Linked DNA regions of Zea mays: region 2 is linked to region 1. The links are chromatin contacts, called in public Hi-C maps. All regions are on one chromosome and are shown on one strand. Each heading gives the region's core, a stretch centred on a gene start, on an enhancer-like site or on the middle of the called end of the contact. The rest is flanking DNA. Distances are from core to core; before and after follow the strand shown. Region 1 holds the start of LOC109944853 (transcription initiation factor IIA subunit 2). Region 2 holds the start of LOC103650687 (cellulose synthase-like protein G2).

What was found. Hi-C and Micro-C count contacts between places; a contact is called where the count stands out from the background.
Region 2: a Hi-C map of leaf shows a contact between it and region 1, with 8 times the contacts expected there. The contact joins the promoter of LOC103650687 here to the promoter of LOC109944853 in region 1. A contact is called at or near these places in 2 of 25 Hi-C or Micro-C datasets (both in leaf) and 1 of 3 datasets of contacts at active chromatin or transcription factors (leaf).

Annotation. Positions count from the first base shown.
Region 1 is chr3:146,885,914-146,890,475 of Zm-B73-REFERENCE-NAM-5.0, reverse strand. It overlaps LOC109944853 (transcription initiation factor IIA subunit 2), which reads left to right and starts at 1,339. Exons shown (of 4, transcript XM_020550340.3): 1 at 1,339-2,351; 2 at 3,305-3,436; 3 at 3,544-3,594. The coding sequence starts at 2,304.
Region 2 is chr3:147,100,552-147,105,235 of Zm-B73-REFERENCE-NAM-5.0, reverse strand. It overlaps LOC103650687 (cellulose synthase-like protein G2), which reads right to left and starts at 2,890. Exons shown (of 5, transcript XM_020550344.3): 1 at 1,944-2,890; 2 at 1,511-1,618; 3 at 1,176-1,286; 4 at 870-1,085; 5 at 1-775. The coding sequence starts at 2,624.

The DNA of each region.
Region 1 (4,562 bases), core at 90-2,589:
ATTTGCTTTGGTTTGTGTTGGCATCAATCACCAAAAAGGGGGAGATTGAAAGGGAATTAGGCTTACACCTATTTCCTAATTGATTTTGGTGGTTGAATTGTCCAACACAAATAATTGGACTAACTAGTTTGCTCTAGTCTATAAGTTATACAGGTGCCAAAGGTTCACACTTAGCCAATAAAAAGACTAAGAGAAAGGGTTCAACAAAAGAGAGCAAGGGATAACCGAAGGCAGCCCTGGTCTGGCGCACCGGACTGTCCGGTGTGCCACCGGACAGTGTCCAATGCACCAGGGGACTCCAAGCCAAACTTCGCACCTTCGGGAATTTTCAGAGGCGCTTGGCTATAATTTACCGGACAGTGTCCGGTGCCCCAGAGGAGAGCGACTCTGAACTCGCCAGCTTCGGATTTCCGCTCCGCTATAATTCACCGGACATGTCCGGTGCACACTGGACTGTCCGGTGAGCCAGCGGAGCAACGACTACTTCGCGCCAACGGTCGACTGCAATGCATTAAATGCGCGCCAGCACGCGCGGGTGGCACACCGGACAGTCTACAGGACTTGTCCGGTGCTCCATCGGACAGCCAGGCGGGCCCACAAGTCAGAGCTCCAACGGTCGGAACCCAACGGCCTGGTGACGTGGCTGGCGCACCGGACACTGTCCGGTGGCGCACCGGACTGTCCGGTGCGCCATGCGACAGCAGCCTCCACCAAACGGCTAGTTTGGTGGTTGGGGTTATAAATACCCCCAACCACCCCACATTCAAGTCATCCAAGTTTTCACACTTCCAACCACTTACAAGAGCTAGGCATTCAATACAAGACACACCCAAGTGATCAAATCCTCTCCCAATTCCACAAAAGCTTTAGTGTTAAGTGAGAGTGATTTGTTGTGTTGTTTTGAGTTCTTGCGCTTGGATTTCTTTCTTTCTCATTCTTTCTTGAGATCAAGCTCACTTGTAATTGAGGCAAGAGACACCAATCGTGTGGTGATCCTTGTGGGAACTTTGTGTTCCAAGTGATTGAGAAGAAAAGCTCACTCGGTCCAAGGGACCGTTTGAGAGAGGGAAAGGGTTGAAAGAGACCCGGTCTTTGTGACCACCTCAACGGGGAGTAGGTTTGCAAGAACCGAACCTCGGTAAAACAAATCCGCGTGTCACACTCTTTATTCGCTTGCGATTTGTTTTGCACCCTCTCTCTCAGACTCAATTATATTTCTAACGCTAACCCGACTTGTAGTTGTGATTAATTTTGTGAATTTCAGTTTCGCCCTATTCACCCCCCCCCCTCTAGGCGACTTTCACTATTCATGTAGATAAAGGAAGACGAACCATAGTGATGTTCAAGGATAATATAGTAAAATAAGATCAGGAAATTCAAACTAGACGGGCCATAATGGCGTTAATATATGTATAGTAGACATAGATTTCAATGCTGGAAATCAACATGAGTAGAAGATGCATATATTCTTGAGGTCATGATTATTTGCCGGTTTCTAGATTATCTGACCCAAACCGTCCTATTGCCCGTTTCTGGATTATCAATCTCATCCATAAGCAGAAGAGGGGCCCTTAAAAGATGAGAATATATGGTCATTTGAACCAAAGCTTTAGCTTTCGTGTTGGGAATCATATCATGTTCCCTGCAAAATCATCTGTAGGTCAGGAAGGAGGATACTATTTATTAGATATCTAAATTGAGCTTCGTTCCCTCTCCTCCTCACCTAGCTACAACAAAATGTTGTTCTTCCTTGCATTTCCCTAACTTCTCTGGACTAAAAATGCGACTTTTTTATCACAGAGAGATAGAGAGAGTGGAAGGCACGACATAGTGGTATTTACTAATCACATACTAATCATCATGGAATCATCATGAGCATCTCAAGACCCCAAAGACAAATGAACCAGATCCAGACCACCACATCAAGTAGAAATCAAATCTGAACTTTTTCAAGGGGTACAAAGCTTCCAGCTAGCAGTACCTGATGAGGTGGCGCCCTGAACCAGAAGTACCAGGAGCAGATCGTTAGACTGCCTGTAAAATCGACCGAACCTCACAAACAAGGCTCCAAAACCCACCGAGCATCAACTTTGTTGTAGGCTCAGGACGTGCTGCTATACTCACGGGCGCGCGGGGAGGTTAGGGTTTCGGAGAAAACTTGGGGATAAAGCTGGATGCAAGAGGGAGAGGGAGGGATAGAGAGGAGGATACATCCTCACCGGTGAGAGGCGGTCGACGACGCGAGGAGAGGCGGCGGCGCGAAGGGAGGCGACTGCACGAGTGGAGGCGGCGTGAGGAGAGGAATGCGAGGGAGTTCACACGGGGGAGACGATACCGTCACGAAGGCATCGGTATGGATTCACTGGGTAGATGAATGGATCGATATTTGATTACAGGGTATTCCATTACCTACCACACTTAAACAAATGATTGTATTGGTATCTGTTTACAAGTGTAATTGGATCGTGTTATATTTAGTCTAACCAAACGTCTTCCAACTATAAAAGAAGTATTTTTTGTGTGTTAACTAAAGAAAAGGAAAAGGAAAAAAAGAAAAGAAAAACGACAAATGATCCAAAGGAGAGGGGGAGGGGAGGAGATGAGATGAGATGTGTGCGGTCGTCCTTGTACAGCTGACAGTTGTATGCCAATAACCAAATGGCAATCTGGAGGGGTAGAATCAATAACTGGCACCGACATGCGGAAGAGAATGAACAGGATCCGATCCGTCCTATATAATCCCTCTTCTCCCACCTCCGTCTCCGTCTCCGTCCGTATATAAGAAGCCAGATTTCGAATTCCCTCCTCCTCCGCCTCTCCCGCAGTCCCTCTCCTCCTTTCCCTCCCCCGTCGCGATCGCTCTGTGCTCCGCCTCCGTCCGTCAAGGCCTGCTCTTGCGCCGTTCCTCCTCGCCCAATCCGCCAGGTGAGCCTCGATCATCCTCGTGTAAGGCCTTCGATCTCCACAGTTTTTTCGCGGGTTTTGCTAGGTACACGCGCCCGATTCGGCCTCCGCCGCCGCTCATCGCCGCGCCGACGAGTTTCAGTTAGGGTTTGCCCCTGCAAGCGTCGTCGTCATGTGGTTCGGGAGGAGGGGGGGGGGGGGGGGGGGGGGGGGGGGGGGGGGGGGGGGGTTACTTGATTCATTCACTTGTGCATTGGAATGGAATACCTTATGCCGGAGGTAGTCTGAGTTTTTCATCGTGACTTGGGAGATATCCTATCCGCCCTGATTATCCCAGGACCCAGGTTCTCCGCGGTGTGTTCCTGACGCTGTTGAGGCCCGGCGTGTGCGTTGCATGCAGGGGATGGCCACATTCGAGCTCTACCGGAGGTCCACCATTGGCACCTGCCTCACCGAGACGCTGGACGAGCTCGTCTCCAGCGGGGCCGTCAGCCCGGAGCTCGCCATCCAGGTCCTTGTGCAGTTCGACAAGGTCTGACGACGTTACAGTCGTATGGGTCTCAGAATTACCTGGTCCCTGATAGTACGTCACTGCTTGTTTTGAGTTTTTTTTAACCCTTCTCTTCTTGTCTTTTTTAGTCCATGACTGAGGCGCTGGAGATGCAGGTCAAGAGCAAGGTCAGCGTCAAGGTACATACGATCGATGTGCCCTTTCTATTGATTCAGATACGGATTCACATTCACTGCGATAGGAACTATATGGTCCAAAGCTTTGAAGGGGAATGATATTTAGATTCCTTTTTGCTATGCACCTGCTAATATAGATTCTGCTGAACTGTTATGGTTCTGGTGGTGAATGATGTGCGCTTAGAAAACTAAACTAGACAATCTCTAACCATTCTGTTTAATGATCATGTATGCTACAACTACAAATTTTGTCCATTAACTGCTGATAAAGCAAAATAATGGCTATCAAAATCTGTACTCCCTCTATATGTGGATTAGTTTTAAGTATGCTGCAAAATTTTGGAAACACTTGTGTTAATGTTTACCTTTGTACCACTCTTGATTTGCACCGCACATAGCCTCAACATTATTTTACTGTTAGTCTTTGCTATTTTCCATTGCTGTGATATGTTTTGGAATTTGGACTGTTGTCCTAAATAATTGATTTGCCCATGTACCCAGTGTGACATATGTACTGCTTGTTCGTGAGCTTAACATGTACTCAATTAATCAGCCCCTACTTGAACTTCCTCTGTTTGTTAGATGCAGTACATTGTACCATGAACTAGTTGTCATCTGTCAGGATCGTCCCAGGAATTGCTCTAGCGTGCTTTAACAATGTATAATATACATACATCGTATCACCAGCATCGTCATTATGAACTGCTAGCCTTTTCCACAGTGCTGTGCATATGTGCACACTACTTCTATCAAGTAGAACAAGCGCCGCTAGTTGAGTATGTGGCTTGTCGTTTTTATAAACCAACCACTACAGCTTGGTGTTCTTGTGAGAGAGAAAAGAACCCCTCAACTTGATTAGAATTTCCTAATTTGGAATCTAGTTGAATCTAATTGTTAGTGTACGTGCTTGTTCCTCCTCCTGTTTGATACTCTAAATTCTGTAAGTTGGGCGTGGAGGTTTCCAAACGTTT
Region 2 (4,684 bases), core at 1,641-4,140, 210 kb before region 1:
GCTGGGCTGTGAGGGCGTTGAGCACCCAGAACCTCTGCTCGTTCCACCACGTGCGCAGGTCCAGCCTACCCCGCCTGGACACGCACACCTCCGCCATGTGCTGCAGAAGCGAGGACGCGAACGCCGCCGCGGTGGCGGCGGGGCAGGGGAATAGCGGGACGCCCCGGAGGAGGCAGAGCTGCGGCAGGGTGGCGTAGCAGAGCACGGGGACGGCGCAGAGCGCGGCGAAGCCGAAGTAGGCGTAGGCCATGGCCTGGAGCAGGGAGGCCCGGAGGAGCGGGCGGCAGGCGAGCGGGGAGTGGCGCCTGGAGACGCCGACGGCGAGCATGCCGGACATCCAGCGCTTGTTCTGGACCAGCACGTCGTTGAGGTTGGTGGGCACGCTGCCGAGGAACGCCGGGCGCGGCTCCGGGTAGCAGTAGGCGGAGGTCCACCCCCGGGCGAAGAAGCGCTGGAACCCCGTGAAGTAGTCCTCCACCACCGACTGGTACATGAAGCCGACGCCGGCGCCCCAGGCGGTGCCGGCCTCGTATGCGCAGGAGGCCAGCGCCGCAAGGGACATCATCGCTTCTGCTTCTGGTGGAACGCCGGGGCTGCGTAAGGATGCCACGAGACGGTCGGAGTGGCCGAACCTTGTCTTGAGCTCGGCGACGGCGGTGGCATCGGGCATGAAGTCCGCGGTCGGTGTGGCCCCGTAAAGCGCGTCTCTCCTGACGTAGAAGCCGGAGCCGGAGAGGGGAGGGCCCCGGACGCCGTCCAGGCCGAACCATCGGGTCTGATACGGACGGACGGACGATCGGCGGCGGGGTTAACGACAAGCAATAAGCAAATTAAGATGCATGGTAGGTAGCTAGCTAGTATATATATACCCCGAAGATGTATCTGAGCTCGTTGGCGTAGATGTCCTTGTGGCTGAGGTTGTGGAACAGCTGCGGGAACTGCACGAAGGCGAGGCTGTCCGGCGGCGGCCTGCGGTCGAGGAGGAAGCACATGGCGTCCAGGGCGGAGGCGCGGCTGTTGCAGGCCATGTCACAGTCGAGGACCAGCACGTAGGGCGCGTTGCTCACCACGCCCGACACTCGCAGCTGCATGCATGCATGATCCATTATTATTATTGTTGTTGTTGTTGTTCCAGTCCAGACCAGATTACTACAAAATCTGTGCCTATAATGTACCAGGGCGTTGAGAGCGCCGGCCTTGAAGTGGTGAGGCCACGCTCTCCGCTTCTCGCGGGCTACGTACACCAGCGCCGGAATCTCCTCAACGCCGTCGCCGTCTTCGATGATCTGCCACGGATCGGATGCTCTTATGGTGCGTCGGTATTTAATAAGAAAGAAGCTGAGAAACTTTATTTCTATTTTCTAGATATTTGATTTACTTACAAAACACATAATAAAATAACTCTATTCTTAAAAACTAGAATAAAGTCTTTTCGGTCTAATTGAGTCTTCAACCAATCTCACTCTTAATTTTCCTCGGTCATTAGAAGGGAGTGAGTAACAAGTTTTACCTCCACGTAAGCATCGTGATTCTGACGTTTGTCTTTTGACCAGCTCCCAGAAATAGTCTCGTCATTCTTAGCCGCCTCTATATCCGCTTTCAACTTCTCGTATAGTTTCTGAAAAATAAATAAATAAATCAGCAGGCCACACAAAACCAGCCCTAATCCAGTTACCTGTCCACGTCAGGCCACTACCCCACCCTCGTGTTTTTTTTCTATTTTCGTTACCATGCATGCAATGCATGAGGACGAAAATGGTTGTTCCACTTCCACGTGACACTGATTACGGCACTTTGGAGTTTGGACTTTGGAGTGTGTTGGAGACTCCATCCCGATGTGCCACTTTGACGTCATCACACACGTCACGCCCAGAGGGACCGGAAAAGAAAAAAAATAGTCTAATCAAAAGCAAAACACTAGAGACAGACAGACAGACATGTACCCTGACTCTTGCCCTCTCCTCCGCGAGCTCCTCCCGCCGCCGATCGCCGTCAGCGTCGTCGTCGTCGCCGGCGAAGTACCTGTCCGGCCAGGGGCACTGCACGGAGTGCCTCCTGCAGAAGGGCACCCAGGCCCTGGCAGCGAAGGCGTAGGCCTTACGGGCGGCGAGCAGCGTGAGCGGCGACCCGGCGTCGTCCGACAGGTACACGCTCAGCTTGCCGCCGGGGTAGTCCAGCGCCATCGCCGACACCACCGTGTTCACCACCCCGAGAGGCGGCTCCTTGTCCGGGTCGGCCGTCACCACCAGCACGTCCACGCGCGGGAGCGCGCCGCGGGGCACCGCCGCCAGCAGCCGGCCCGGGAACGCGGCGCGCGTCACGGGACGCCACAGCCCCGACTGCGACAGCGCCCACACGAACAGCAGCGTCAGGTCGGCCAGCGCCATGGCCACGTGCTGCACCTGCAGGGACCGGGACGCGGGCGACGCGCTGCTGGTTCCAGCAGAGAGCAGCGCCAGGGCGCGCTGGCCGATGACCGTGGCGACCAGCGCGACGTGGACGGCGGCCATGGCGCGGTTGCCCGCCACGAGGCGCCTGTTCACGTACACCGCGCTCAGCGCTGGCGGTGCCGCTTGCGAAGAAGAAGAATCCGGTGTCGTCGCCTTCTCGGCGCCATCCTCCATGACTGATGCTAGCTAGCTAGCTAGCTAGTGGACGCTATGCTAGGCTACGCTGTGGCAGAGTGTCTCTACTAAAAGAGAGCTGGCCGGCCGAGACTGGGACTGGGCATCACCCTACGGCCCTACGGCCTTCAGCTCAATCCGCGTGAATTAAGATGAATTAGAGTATAACTTAAACTAATTTATACTCTGATTTACTTTAACACACGTGGATAATAATTTTTAATCCTAATTAATTCATAATTAGCAAATGCTTACTGTAGCATCATATTAGCGAATCATGGACTAATTAGATTTAATAAATTTGTCTTGTGATTTAGTTTATATATATAATTAGTTTTATGATTAAATTATATTTACTTGTTGGGTATCATAATTAAGAGTAACCAGATTATATCCCTAATCATACCAGAACACTCGAGTACCAGGGAATCACAGAGTAAACGCGCTGCCAGACCTCCAAGATCATGTAGGACCAAATCACGATTCACCCAAGGCTTCGCTTGCCGGCCGCACAACTACGCTTCGTTCGAGCCCATCCTCGGGTGAACGCTACGCCTGCATGGGTCTGCGACTCACCAGGGGCACCCTTGGATGGAAAATGCATATCTGCCTCGCTGAGGGCATCTCGGGCGAGGGTCCAGCCACGAGCCCGTCCTCGACGAAAATTCTCAGAACCTCAGGACGTGCGCATTTAATGCACAATGTACGAACACTGACCCCATCGAAGACAACGAAGTCAACAAAGGACTATGCGACCGCGTTCAAATCTACTTTCACCACCCACAACGACGTGAGGGCGCGAATACCAGACACTATTCCCCCACTTCGGTTACTGTTTTCAACAACACCGAGTCACTACCGGAATCAATAGCTTTGCCGAGTGCCTGAAGCACTCGGCGAAGCATTAAAAACACTCGGCAAAGAAGGCTCGGCAAACAGTACATCGACAAAGCCTTCTTTGTCGAGTGCTTTTTGTCGGGCACTCGGCAAAGATGTTTGCCGAGTGCCAGGGAGCACTCGGCAAAGAAAAGCGGCCGTTACGGCGCTGGGTGATGGAGACGGCGGCTTTGCCGAGTGTCAACGTTGACACTCGGCAACGAAGATATCTTTGCCGAGTGTCTTTCTGGCAGCACTCGGCAAAGCCGTCTTCTTTGCCGAGTGCCAGTTGGGACACTCGGCAAAGAGCCCGCCAGAGAGGGTCCCCATGTCAGGCTCTTTGCCGAGTGTTTTGTGCGGCACTCGGCAAAGCCGACCTCTTTGCCGAGTGCCAGCGACATAACACTCGGCAAAGAACCTAAGCCGGTGCCCAGGTCTGTGCTCTTTGCCGAGTGTAACACTCGGCAAAGTGACCAGTATATACCTTTTTTATTTGTTTTTTGTATTCCATCCACACAAACAGAAGATATCACATACATATCACATATATACATCACAGATATCATCACAGACATAAATAGCCAACACAAACATAAATATCCATCACAAACATAAGTGTTCAACACACGTATTAAACACAAACATAAGTCTCAAACGTCGCAAGCTCTCACATAAGTATCAAACACAGACATAAGTATTATACATAAGTTTTGAAGTCTACAACAATGAAAACACCACTCATGGAGGTGGGCGGTTTGACCTGGGCTGCGTTGGGCTGAACCCTTCCGGAGGGTTGTTGGATGCCGCCCCAGATTGGCCCTGCACAGAGAAGAGATTACATGTGTTATACCAGATGCATTACAAACATGTAACTACAATTTTGATACTCACAGGAGTGTGGAAGAGAGTAGGGTCAACTGGGGGAACAATGGAGGTGACGGAGCGATGCCCTGTGCGGCGCCAAGGCTCTGCATGTACTGGAACATCTCCGCCATCCTCTGATCAGCCGCCGCCCGCTCCGCCATTATCCTCGCCTCCATCTCTTGACGTTCCCTGCTCTCTTCTTCTAGTTGGGTCTGTAATATTACAAGCCAACGTTATAGTAACTCAAAGAGAAGGTATATAACTCAAGAAAGGACGAGTTACATAAGCACTAACCTCGAGTTGCTGTATGCGATGCTGTG